2 separate regions of the Oryctolagus cuniculus genome follow, and region 1 is linked to region 2. A link is a contact called in public Hi-C data. All regions are on one chromosome and are shown on one strand. Each heading gives the region's core, a stretch centred on a gene start, on an enhancer-like site or on the middle of the called end of the contact. The rest is flanking DNA. Distances are from core to core; before and after follow the strand shown.

The links. A called contact is a pair of places that touch in the nucleus more often than the background predicts.
Region 1: a contact with region 2 is called in a Hi-C map of psoas muscle, with 2.5 times the contacts expected there. The contact joins the promoter of TJP2 here to the enhancer-like site in region 2. A contact is called at or near these places in 3 of 6 Hi-C or Micro-C datasets (ear pinna, psoas muscle and an unstated tissue).

The regions. Positions count from the first base shown.
Region 1 is chr1:161,308,977-161,314,601 of mOryCun1.1, reverse strand. TJP2 (tight junction protein 2) reads left to right here and starts at 3,704. Exons shown (of 24, transcript XM_051846396.2): 1 at 3,704-3,974.
Region 2 is chr1:161,232,265-161,238,663 of mOryCun1.1, reverse strand. The region is part of intron 2 of TJP2 (tight junction protein 2); the gene reads left to right. Among named protein-coding and RNA genes, the nearest start is that of TJP2, 75 kb to the left of the region's middle. Within about 2 kb of position 4,228, at least 1 of the 8 cell types and tissues checked has an H3K27ac peak or open chromatin away from gene starts, as enhancers often do.

The sequences.
Region 1 (5,625 bases), core at 2,455-4,954, 76 kb before region 2:
GGTTCACTCTTGAAATATCTGCAATGGCTGGGGCTGGGCCAGGTGTGAAAGTTGCAGCTGGGAATTCAATCCTGGTCGTGTGTGTGCGCGTGTGTGTGTGTGTATGTGTCAGGAACCCAGTGATGGGAGCCATGATCAGTGCCTCCCGGGGTCTGAGTTATGAGGAACCTGGAGTCAGGAGCTGGGTGTTTGGCCCAGGCACTCTGTATGGGGCTCAGGTATCCTAACTAGTGACTTAGCAGCTAAGCTAAATGCCTGCCCTGGGAATAAGCATTGTTCAATCTATCTCTTTCCATACTTGCGTGTGTGTGTATGTGTGTGTGTATTTGGACAGACACCTAGAAATGGAGTGGCTGGGTCAAAGGTTGAGTCTGAAGTTGAAGCTCAGAGAAGGCAGCAGGTGGCCAAGGCAGGAGGAGAAACAAGGCCTCTTTCCGGGGGTGGTGGCATCAGCCGGCCTGGAAACACCAGTTCCGGTGTCAGAGCACTGCCCTCCTCTGCCCTGAGAGTCTACTCTTTCTGCGTCCTGTTTGTCCAGCCTGCAGGTGAGGCGCGGTATTGATTTCAGAGCCCCAGGACACAGCACACAAGAGCTCCTTGTCACTGGAGGCAGCAGAATGAGGCTTTGTCTCCCCGGAAGAAGGATGACATCTGTGGGGCTGCCTTGGTGCCAGTGGCAGGGAGGCAGCTTGTCCAGCAGAGTTCTTGCCCTACTTTTCATAGACCCGCCCTGTGACCCATGGAGGCCTCTCCTTTTCTCCCTCTGAGCAGATTTTGAAGTGTTTTGTCCTCAGAATGGAAATGTTTATTAGTTACTGGAAGCGCAGTTTTGTCAATGACAAGAAAACAAGGGAATGCTTACTTGAGGAAAACAAAGATAATGCTAGCCAGAGTCCCTTTCTGTCTACCTGGATACATTAAACAGAAGTTTGACTCTTATTTGAAATGTTCATTTCATCTCAGATAAAGAAATAAAGTAGGTGTTTTGTGTGCACTTGCAGGTATATTTATATACATAAATATTTGTTTATACAAGGGAATTTCAAAAGTTCATGAAGAAATGGGGCCGGCGCCGTGGCTCACTTGGTTAATCTTCTGCCTGCGGTGCCGGCATCCCATATGGGCTCCGGGTTCTAGTCCCGGTGGCTCCTCTTCCAGTCCAGCTCTCTGCTGTGGCCCGGGAAGGCAGTGGAGGATGGCCCAAGTGCTTGGGCCCCTGCACCCGCAAGGGAGACCAGGAAGAAGTACCTGGCTCCTGGCTTTGGGTCAGCACAGCTCCGGCTGTAGCAGCCATTTGGGGAGTGAACCAATGGAAGGAAGACCTCTCTCTCTCTCTCTCTCTCTCTGTCTATAACTCTACCTGTCAAAAAAAAAAAAAGTTCATGAAGAAATGGAATGAAGACATAAGTTTACTTTGTTTCAAAAAATGTTTTAAATCCACGTGTTCAAGAAATCTTCAACATAATTTTTAAATTTCATCTTCCAGAAACTTTTAAGTACCCTCATGTTTATTATAGTTAGCCCAAACACATGTAGTAGTAACACCAACTCCATGTACTGAAAGAAATCAAAGAAATGTGAGTAAAACATTGAAAAATTTTTTCCTTAGATTTTTTTTTCCTTTGAGATTTATTTACTTGAAAAGCAGAGTCACAAAGAGAGAGAGGGAGAGACAGAGATCTTCCAGATGGCTGCAATGGGCAGAGCCGGGCCAGGCCAATGCCAGGAGCCAGGAGCTTCATCTGGGTCTCCCACGTGGAAAAGGGGCCCAAGGACTTGGGCCATCTGCTGCTTTCTGAAGCACATTAGCAGGGAGCTGGATTGGAAGTGGAGCAGCAGGGACTTGAACCGGAGCCCATATGGGATGCTGGTACTGCAGGCAGCGGCTTTTCCCGTTTCGCCACAGTGCTGGCCCCAACAATTTATCCTTTTAAAAAAAAATACTCATTGGAACTGGCTTGTGTACTGGATTCTCTAGTTCTCATCCAGCCTCCTGCCAAAGCACCTGGGAGGGCAGTGGAGCATGGCTTAGGTCCTTGGTCCCCCAGCACCCATGGTGGGAGACCTGGAAGAAACTCCTGGCTCCTGGCTTGGCTTGGCACAGCCTGTGCTGTTGCAGCCATTTGGAGAGTGAACCAGCAGTTGGAAGATCTTTCTCTGTCTCTTCCTCTGTGGCTCTGCTTTTTGAATAAATAAAATAAATCTTTATAAAAAAAAAGTTATTTGAAAGGCAGTGACAGAGAGAACAAGCAAGAGCACTTCTATCCATGGAGTCACTCTGAAAATGTCCTCAACAGCCAGCCAGGAGCTAAAACTCCATCGTGGTCTCCCACCCCGTGGAAGGACCTTAAGTACTTGGGCTGTCCTCTGCTGCTTCCCAGGCAAAGCAGAGTACGCAGGACATGAACCTGGCACTACCAGCCAAGTAGCTGCTTAACCCTCCTGTGCCAACCCAGCCAATTTAGCCAGCATTTAAAACAATTCAAACGCATGAGTGTTTCTGCTTTCTTAGGTGAATGGTTGCATACTGCTCCTGGCTTTGCTAACTCTTTAGTTTCTAAGTTGCTCCTCTTTCTTAACACTGGCCTGTTCCTTAGGTGTAAAGTGCCTGCTAACTTGTTGAAAGGCAGCCGCACACACTGAGTTTTCTAGAAAGCACTTTTGTGCATTCCTTTACTTCCGCGGAAGGTTTGCATGGGAGGAGGGAAGGAGAACTTGGCAGTCCTACTTAACGTTGTTGTGAATGAATGATGACATCCCTCGCAGGAGTGTCTTTTTTTTTTATTGTAAAATATACACAACATAAAATTTCCCATTTTGACCGTTCTAAAGTGCACAGTTCGGTGATATTAAGCACATGCATATTGTTGCGAAACTACCACTGCTATCCACCTCCAGCTCGTTTCCATCAATCCACATTCAAGCTCTGTGTCTCCTAACTGCTCCTCATTATATCTGGGGGCTTCTTAGAACCTGCGTGAGATGGAAGCACCTGGCGGCCAGGTGCGGGCTGGGGCGCCCAGATTCGGCCTGGCCTGCCAAGCCAAGATTCCCGAAGTGACTCAGCAGGCTCTGGCCGGCGCTCCCGCCCTCACCTATTGTCCCAGCCCAGGAACCGGTATTTCCGGATTCGGGCCTCAGACCCCGAGATCCCGGCTCCGGGTGCGGCCGGCGGGGGAGGGGCACGGAAGCCGCTCGTGAAGAAGTTCACTTTCCACAGCCTTAACCTGCTTCTCATCCACTCACCCCGCAACCCCGCCCGGCTCCCAAAGAGAAACAGCGGCCCTCCGCGGCTGTGATACCCGCAACGGCCTACACTCGTTTCCCACCGCGGTCCTTGGAGCGTGGCTGAGCCGACCCCTCCCATGCCCTCATGCCCGCACAGAACCAGCGGGCAAACCTGGGCTGGGACGATTCCTCTCGCACTAGTGACACAGCTCAGCTGTAGTTTCGCGCAACAGGGAGTGGGCGCGCTGCCTCCCGCCCCCAAGGCCACTCTTGCTGCCGCGGCCTTTGCCCCACCGCTGGGCGGCGCGAGCGAGGCGCCCTCGGAGCTTCCCCAAGCCGCACGAAGCTGCGTGAGCCGGCGCGCCGGGCACCGCCCAGGTCTCCAGGAAGCAGGTGGCAGCCACCGCCCACCCCCTTCCCCTGCAGGCAGCCGCCGTCCCTCCCCCTGCCCCCACCCAGCCCAGGAGGTTTTTTTTTTTTTTTTTTTTTCCTTTCTCCCGAAACCTCCAAACAGGAAATAGCTTGAGTCACAATAATACCCAGGAGCTGCGGCGGGAGGCCACTAACGCCCGCCCGTTACCAGGGCAGCCTCCTGCACTCCGGCTCCGACGAGGTGCTGCCAGGGACGTGCGCCCGGAGCGCAGGGGACACCGGCCCGGCCGCGGGCGCCGCGTTGCGGAGCGCCCGCGAGAGTCGCCCGTGCCCTGCGCCAGACTCAGCCAGCCGCAGCCGCCACCCGTGTCCAGGCGAGTACTCCTCTCCTCTCTCTCCTTTCCCGGCCCGGGCGACGCCGGGACGCTCCCCGGCTGCGTTCCCCACTTTTGCCCGGGAGGGATTTGAGGGTGCGAGAGCGCGCTGGCGCTTTAATCAGCTGTGCGGGCGGGCATTGGTGGTGGTGGGGCAGGGGGACAGCGCCATTAAATGCGAGGTGACATCGGCCAGATCTACCTGTGGAATTCGGGGGATATTTCCAAGGGGCATTGTCCTTTATTTTCCTCCGTGGTTTTTGCCTCCCTGTCTTCCGTGGGGGCAGCGGCGCGTCGCCGAGGTTCTAGGAGAAACTACCTGGAAGTGGGAATGACCACGCACCTGGGGTGGCCGCAGGTGCCTGGGGGGCGTCCTTTGTCCCTGCATGCCTGGCACCTTCTCTCCCAGGGGGTAGACACTGGGTCGTTGTCTGCTGGGCCGTGGGTTTCTGTTGGCGCGGCCCACGGCGGGGAGAGAGGGGCAGGGGCAGGGGCAGGGGCCGGGGCGCTGGGTGGCTGCGAGCGGAGGGGGGCGCCGGTGAGCTGAGAGCCCCCGGGGCTGCGGGCCTGGGTCTCCACCTCGGGACATGGAAACGTCATGCTCCCGAGCCTGCCGGCACTGCCTGCCCCGCACGGCCGGGGTCTGTGCCCTGGATGCGGCAGAACGTGAGAAAACACAAAGTATGTGCATTTTCAATATGTGTTTATTCTGTGTCCTTTGTACTTTTGGACGCGGTGCGTTCGCCTGGGCTGCCGCGCAAGTTTCTTCTGTAGGGCTGAAAACCGAGTTGAGGATCTTTAGGTTGGAGAAGGGCCACTGAATTCCAGGCATTCTCCGAGCCTGGTATGAAGACTGGAAGTTCCTACGAGGGCTTTGTGCGCAGCTGAGTCTCTCTGGACGACTCTGGCGCAGTCGGGCTGCGCACCGGCCCCGGGGGCGGGCGCCGCGGGCCGGCCTCCTCCCTCAGGCTGTCTAAGCAGGTTGATCTAATTGGCGGTTGGAAGATAAGCCCTTGGCCAGCTCACTTGGAAGATAAGACCCGGGCTCTGCTTCCTTGTGAGGAGGGTGATTCTGGAAGGTGAGGCTGACACTTTAAGGAGCTCCAGGGCCTTGTTGCCCGATGCGGCAGGGGCCTTGGTCTGCGGCCTTTGAAATACAGAATGCCAACAACCCCAAGCCCTGCTTAGGCAAGATCCCCTGGGGGACACCTTTGAAAGGGGCTGGCGCAGGTGGGGGAGGGGGTATGCGTGTCTTAGGGCTAAGTGTTTCCTCCAGTGTAAGGAAGAGATTTACAATACATTTCCTTTTAGAAAAATGAATTAATTTTAATTTTGATTGAAAGGCAGGAGACTGACAGATCTTCCATCCAATTGATTTGACTCCCCAAATGCTGGCAACAACCAGTCTTATTTTTTTTTCTAAACTTTTTTTTTTTTCTTTGACAGGCAGAGTGGATAGTGAGAGAGACAGAGAGAAAGGTCTTCCTTTTGCCGTTGGTCACCCTCCAATGGCCACCGTGGCTGGTGTGCTGTGGCCGGCGCACCGCGCTGATCGGAAGCCAGGAGCCAGGTGCTTCTCCTGGTCTCCCATGGGGTGCAGGGCCCAAGCACTTGGGCCATCCTCCACTGCACGCCTGGGACATAGCAGAGA
Region 2 (6,399 bases), core at 2,979-5,478:
TTCCTTCCTTCCTTCCTTCCTTCCTTCCTTCCTTCCTTCCTTCCTTCCTTCCTTCCTTCCTTCCTTCCTTCCTTCCTTCCTTCCTTCCTTCCTTCCTTCCTTCCTTCCTTCCTTCCTTCCTTCCTTCCTTCCTTCCTTCCTTCCTTCCTTTCTTTCTTTCTTTCTTTCTTTCTTTCTTTCTTTCTTTCTTACAGAGTGGACAGTGAGAGAGAGAGACAGAGAGAAATGTCTTCCTTTGCCATTGGTTCACCCTCCAATGGCCGCCGCGGCCGGCGCGCTGTGGCCGGCGCACCACGCTGATCCAATGGCAGGAGCCAGGTGCTTCTCCTGGTCTCCCATGGGGTGCAGGGTCCAAGCACTTGGGACATCCTCCACTGCACCACTCCCTGGCCACAGCAGAGAGCTGACCTGGGAGAGGGGCAACTGGGACAGAATCCGGCGCCCCGACCGGGACTAGAACCCGGTGTGCCGGCACCGCAAGGTGGAGGATTAGCCTAGTGAGGCGTGGCGCCGGCCCAAATATGTTTTCAAAAACCACACAGCAGACATAGAGCTTGGCGCTCTCTGCAGTTTCAGGCATGACTGGGAGTCTTGGGCGTGTCTCCTGTGGGTAAGGTATGTCATATCCTGGATCGGCCTGTTGGCCTGGTGAGCCTCAGATACTTACTGTCAGGCTGTCTAGGGAAAGGCTTGCTCACTCTTGCCAAAGACCTCCTGAAGCCAGACTCCAGTGCCTGGCTTCTAGCCTGTTCTGTAGAGGATGGATAATGGGGTCCTGGTTTGGGAAAAGATGCCAGTTTGGTGGATGCCGCTGTCTGAGGTCCCTCTTGGCTCTGGGAAAGCAAAAGGCAAAAAGGGCTTGGCCTGTACATTGAGGGGCCGGTCTGCATCTGGTGTAGTGTAGGGAGGCAGTCATCTAACAGGGGCTGCTTGGGCACTTAGAGGGTGAGTGGTACAGTGTGTGTGGGGAGACGTTGGAGCCAAGTGCGGTGGTTTGTGTGTGTTTTTTTTTTTTTTTTTTTTTTTTAAGATTTATATATTTATTTGAAAGAGTTACACAGAGAAAGGAGAGGCAGAGAGAGCGAGAGAGGTCTTCCATCTGATGGTTCACGCCCCAGTTGGCTGCAATGGCCGGAACTGCGCCGATCCGAAGCCAGGAGCCAGGAGTTTCCTCCAGGCTTCCCATGTGGGTGCAGGGGCCCAAGGATTTGGGCCATCTTCCACTGTTTTCCCAGGCTATAGCAGCGAGCTGGATTGGAAGTGGAGCAGCCACATTTCGAACTGGCGCCCATATGGGATGCCAGCATTGCAGGCCAGAGCGTTAACCTGCTGCGCCACAGTGCCAGCCCTGCCAGGTGTGTTTTGCTTTGGGATGCAGAAGAGCTGTGGCTGATCTGTCCTCTGCAGCCAGACATTGCCGTTTGGGTTTTGGATATTCTTTTTTTTTTTTTTTTGACAGGCAGAGTGGACAGTGAGAGAGAGGGTGCCGTTGGTTCACCCTCCAATGGCTGTCGCGGCCGTGCGGCCGGTGCACCACACTGATCCGAAGGCAGGAGCCAGGTGCTTCTCCTGGTCTCCCATGGGGTGCAGGGCCCAAGGACTTGGGCCATCCTCCACTGCACTCCTGGGCCCTAGCAGAGAGCTGGCCTGGAAGAGGGGCAACCAGGACAGAATCCGGCGCCCCGACCGGGACTAGAACCCGGTGTGCCGGCGCCGCAAGGCGGAGGATTAGCCTAGTGAGCTGTGGCACCAGCCGAGTTTTGGATATTCTTACTTCTCCCGTCTGCAGGTTTGGGACAGAGTCTTGGTGGTGTTTCTAGGTTGTTGACTATTTCAGTCCCAAATAACTTGTTATTTAAACTTCAGCCTAAAAACATTAAGTGCTCGGGAGGATTCAAAGTTGTAAAGAAACGTTGAGCAGGAGAGACATGGATGAATCTCCTTGGGTTCAGAAGACACAGCCAAAGGGCCTTGGGTTGGTAAAGAAGGAATTTTGAAAAGTCCATGGGAAATGGAGTTGAAAGATGACTTTGTTTTGGTGCAAGAAAACTTTGAATTCCCTGCATCTATGAAGTGACTAACACCCTGACTCAGTTAATGGTCACTTCTGTGTCTTGTACTGGGCTGTGTCTTGGAATCAAACGTCATCTTGCAGGTAGGAACTGTGTCCTGTGTCAGTAGATCTTTGTTTTAAAAGGCCGAGACACACTGGATACCCATGTGTTGAATGATGCATATTACATTTACACCACTATTGATTGTCCTTTTTGTTGATTTTTTTTCCTCTTAATTTTTTTATTTGAGAGGCAGAGAAAGAGCGAGAGAGAGCACTCTCCCATAAGCTAGTTTATTCCCTAAATAGTCACCACAGCCAGGAGCCTAGACTCGACCTGGGACTCCCAGGCGGGTGTTGGGGACAGAGGTGCCGGAGCTGTCGCGATTGCCACATAGGGCGCACGTTAGTGAGAAGCTGGAGCGGGACTGGAATGCAGGCACTCTGGTTGGGGATTGGGTGTTTCAGCCTGCTGTCTTAACTGCAAGGCCAAACCCCGCTCCTGGAAGCCCTCTGTGGGAGGGGGCTGATGTTGTCATTGGAAACATCCTTCTTGGTGTGGAACTTTTCAGTGTCTGAGACCTTCCATACTGCTCATTTGAGACCCACAGGACCCATGGAGTGGGGGCATGGGAGTGGGGAGTCTTAGCACCTGAGTTCCTCAGGGAACTCGGCCTTGAACTGCTCGTGGGCTGGAGTGGCTGGAGAAAGCCTTGTGCGTTGTGCCTGGTCCTGCCCCGGGCCTCTTGGAAGTCTCTCTGCAGAGGCTCACACCTGAGCCAGCACAGGGGTCTCCTCACCGCGTTGTACTCCGCCCTGAGCCTCAGAAGACCCCGCAGCGCTTCTCCTGTGTGCCCCATGCCACTCCTCCCCATGCCTCGGGAGCAGCACGTGAAGCTGCCTTTGGCCCTGGTGTGGAAGTCTTGCCTCGCAGTAACAAGTGAGTCTTGATCAGTGCCGGACACCTCGTGGGGTCCTGTGCTCCCTGCTGCCCCTGGACACTCATTCCTGCATGAATTCAGTGCCAGGGTCCAGCTCTCCTCCTCCTTCCCACCCCTGGGTTCCACTAACATTGTGCCCAGGCCATCGACCCAGCTTTGCGTTTCTTCCCTGCTTCTCAGGGACTCTGGAGTTTGGACTCCCAATATAGTTGTACCTCTTTATAGTTGTACCTATTTACCTGCTGAGTTCACTCCCATCTGTGGATTCCATCAAGAGTGGGTTGAAAATACTTGAAAACAAAAATTGCGTCTGTACCAATGATGTGTGCTTTCCCCTCATCTTTCTTCTCTGAACAATATAGTGTAACAACTCTTCACGCAGCATTTACATCATTTTAAGTGTTACGTATTCAAGCATGCTGGCCTAAGTTCTATGCTGATACCACATCATTTTATATAAGGGACTTGAGCAACCATGGATCTGTGTATTTGAGAGTGGTCCTGGGACCCACACCCCCCGGGTGTCTGAGTGGTTGGGATATCGGAATTTGACCCCCCACATGTTATAAGTCCCTCTGTGGTTGCCATATGTATTATTGGAATTGACCCCATAAAATATGATATGAAATGTGCCCCCCTTAAGGACCCCCAAAGTCCCATCTGGGGTGCCATATATGATCAAAATTTGGGGTGCCATATGATATCATCGTATGCTTATTAATAAATCCCCAATATTAATAAGCCTGTGTGGGTTCTTGCCTAATATTCAGAGAAGAATTCTGAATACCGGCATAAATGAACAAGGCAACATGGTACATTTTAAGCTTTTATTCAGTGCGAAAGATGCATAGGAGAGTGAGGGCGTTAGTCCAGTCTAAGAAGGGAAAATCTGGAAATTAGGTTGGAGTTCATATGAAGCAGAAAGCAGGCCAAAAGCCACGTGCAGCAAGCATTTTTGAGCAGCTATCCACCGCTTACCATGAGTAGCGAAGCACAGGCAGAGTGATTTTGGGGCGCTCCTTTTAAATATTTTCCAAAGGGGAGTGGTTACATGGTCTAGTGGGCAGGTGGGCACCCAGGTATGGTCAGGTAGGGCATGAGGTCACACAGGGGTGTGGTGAAAGCATGGTGTTCCAGCTCACCTAATCAGTGTTAACCTGTGTGCCTGCCTACTCCAGCTGGACACAGAAATGCAGATGTACTCATGCCTGGGTCTGCCTCTGCCTGTCACTTACTTTACTTATCCGCTGAGACCAAGATCCCCCGGAGGCCTGGCTCCTCCACCCGCTTGGCACCACTGAGTCCCACGTGTGCCTCATGCCTGGGGGGCGGGGGCGGGGAGGGGGAGGAGGGAGGATAACCTTCCCTGATCTCCCTGAAGAGGCCACTCCCTCTCTGTTGAGACCTTTCTGACTTTCTCTTCATTGTGATCCCAGAGTGTGCTTTTGCCAGTGGCTGATGTTTTGTGTTTTTGTTGATTAACTAAACTTCAAAGTCTAATTTTCTCTCACCATTTGCAAACTTACCCTCTGCCTTAGAAAAGCCGAAGTGGAAGGGTTTGATTGGTATTATTAAAGTCCATTTTCTAATCTAAATTTTGTTTTGAAACACTCAATTTTTTTTTTTTTTTTTTTTTTTTTTTTTTTTTTTTTACAGGCAGAGTGGATAGTGAGAGAGAGAGACGCAGAGAGAAAGGTCTTCCTTTGCCGTTGGTTCACCCTCCAATGGCCGCCGCTGCAGCCGGCGCACCGCGCTGATCCTGGCAGGAGCCAGGAGCCAGGTGCTTTTCCTGGTCTCCCATGGGGTGCAGGGCCCAAGCACCTGGGCCATCCTCCACTGCACTCCCTGGCCATAGCAGAGAGCTGGCCTGGAAGAGGGGCAACCGGGACAGAATCCGGCGCCCCAACCGGGACTAGAACCCGGTGTGCCGGCGCCGCAAGGTGGAGGATTAGCCTATTGAGCCACGGCGCCGGCTCTGAAACACTCAATTTGAAGGGGAAAGGCAGTCTCTCTCCTTTTTCTTCTGCATACCTGCGCCACCTAGTGGAGTATCCATCCCAGCAGTGGTCTTTGCAGATTTGCAGATAACCACAAATTCCCCCAAAGGGGAAAGCTGAGGCCAGCTCTGCGGCTCAATAGGCTAATCCTCCACCTGTGGGTTCTAGTCCTGTCGGGGCGCCAGGTTCTGTCCCGGTTGCCCCTCTTCCAGGCCAGCTGTCTGCTGTGGCCAGGGAGTGCAGTGGAGGATGGCCCAAGTGCCTGGGCCCTGCACCCCATGGGAGACCAGGAGGAAGCACCTGGCTCCTGCCTTCGGATCAGCGCAGCGCGCCGGCCACAGCGGCCATTGGAGGGTGAACCAACAGCAAGGGAAGACCTTTCTCTCTGTCTCTCTCTCTCACTGTCCACTCTGCCTGTTTAAAAAAAAAAGGGGGGGGGGGAGCTGGTGCTTTAAGATCACTAAAATATCTGCCCGTAACTTTTGTTACTAGCCGGGTATGGGTTTCTTGAGAGGAGCTCAGGAATATGAATTCATAATAAAAAAAAAAAGTTGGCATCTGTCTCTGGAATTTCTATGTTCTCAATGAGAGGAAGCAGTGCCAAGACTGTCCCTTTAACTCAGTTTACATAATAATGGCATCCAAGATCGAAGAATGAACTCTTTTTTCTAAGTTTAGAAACAAGGCTATCTTAAACATCGGAGGTTTTTATTACTTTCCGTTTTGTCGCAAGGGAAAAACACACAGGAGAAGCCTGACTATTTTGGCATAATGTGCCTCAGTGCTGTCTACTGTTATATTATTAAGTTGTAACCATTCATAAGGCTGTGGGTGTGCATGTATGCTACTTTAATAGCTTGGTGTTGACTCCCACATTTGTAAGGGAGGTTCTCCTGTCTCCTGTCGGCTGCCCTCTCCCCTCCTCACAGGGTGCTCTGGGGAGACCTGGCCACTCCCAGTTTTTTCATTGTTGGTGTCCGTTAGGTGCGCTGGCCACTCATCTGCATGCCCAGTGTCCCATGCAAGAGCATGTTCCGGTATCAGAGTTGGGGAACCGTAAATATGCACTTTAAGTCATGCACTTTTTAATCTTACAGGTGAATGCTTCCTGTAAAATTACTGTCTCTTACTGCAAGCTAGTTAGTGCGTTCACAGTCATTTACTCAGCTTTCAGCACATGTCTACATGAGAAGCTCAGTCTTTTTATTTTTTCCCCCTTGTAGGAAAAATTTTTAAAGATTACCAAAAGAATCTTTAAAGTAGAAAAACAGTACAGTTTCTGAAAATAAGTGGCATTTCTTTTTTTCTTCTCAAAATGGCACTTGAAAGCCCTGGCATTTGCTATGGTGGCTGCGATTCTGTTAATGGCTAGAAGTTCTTTTCAAAGTACAACCTCCTTGAACAGAGG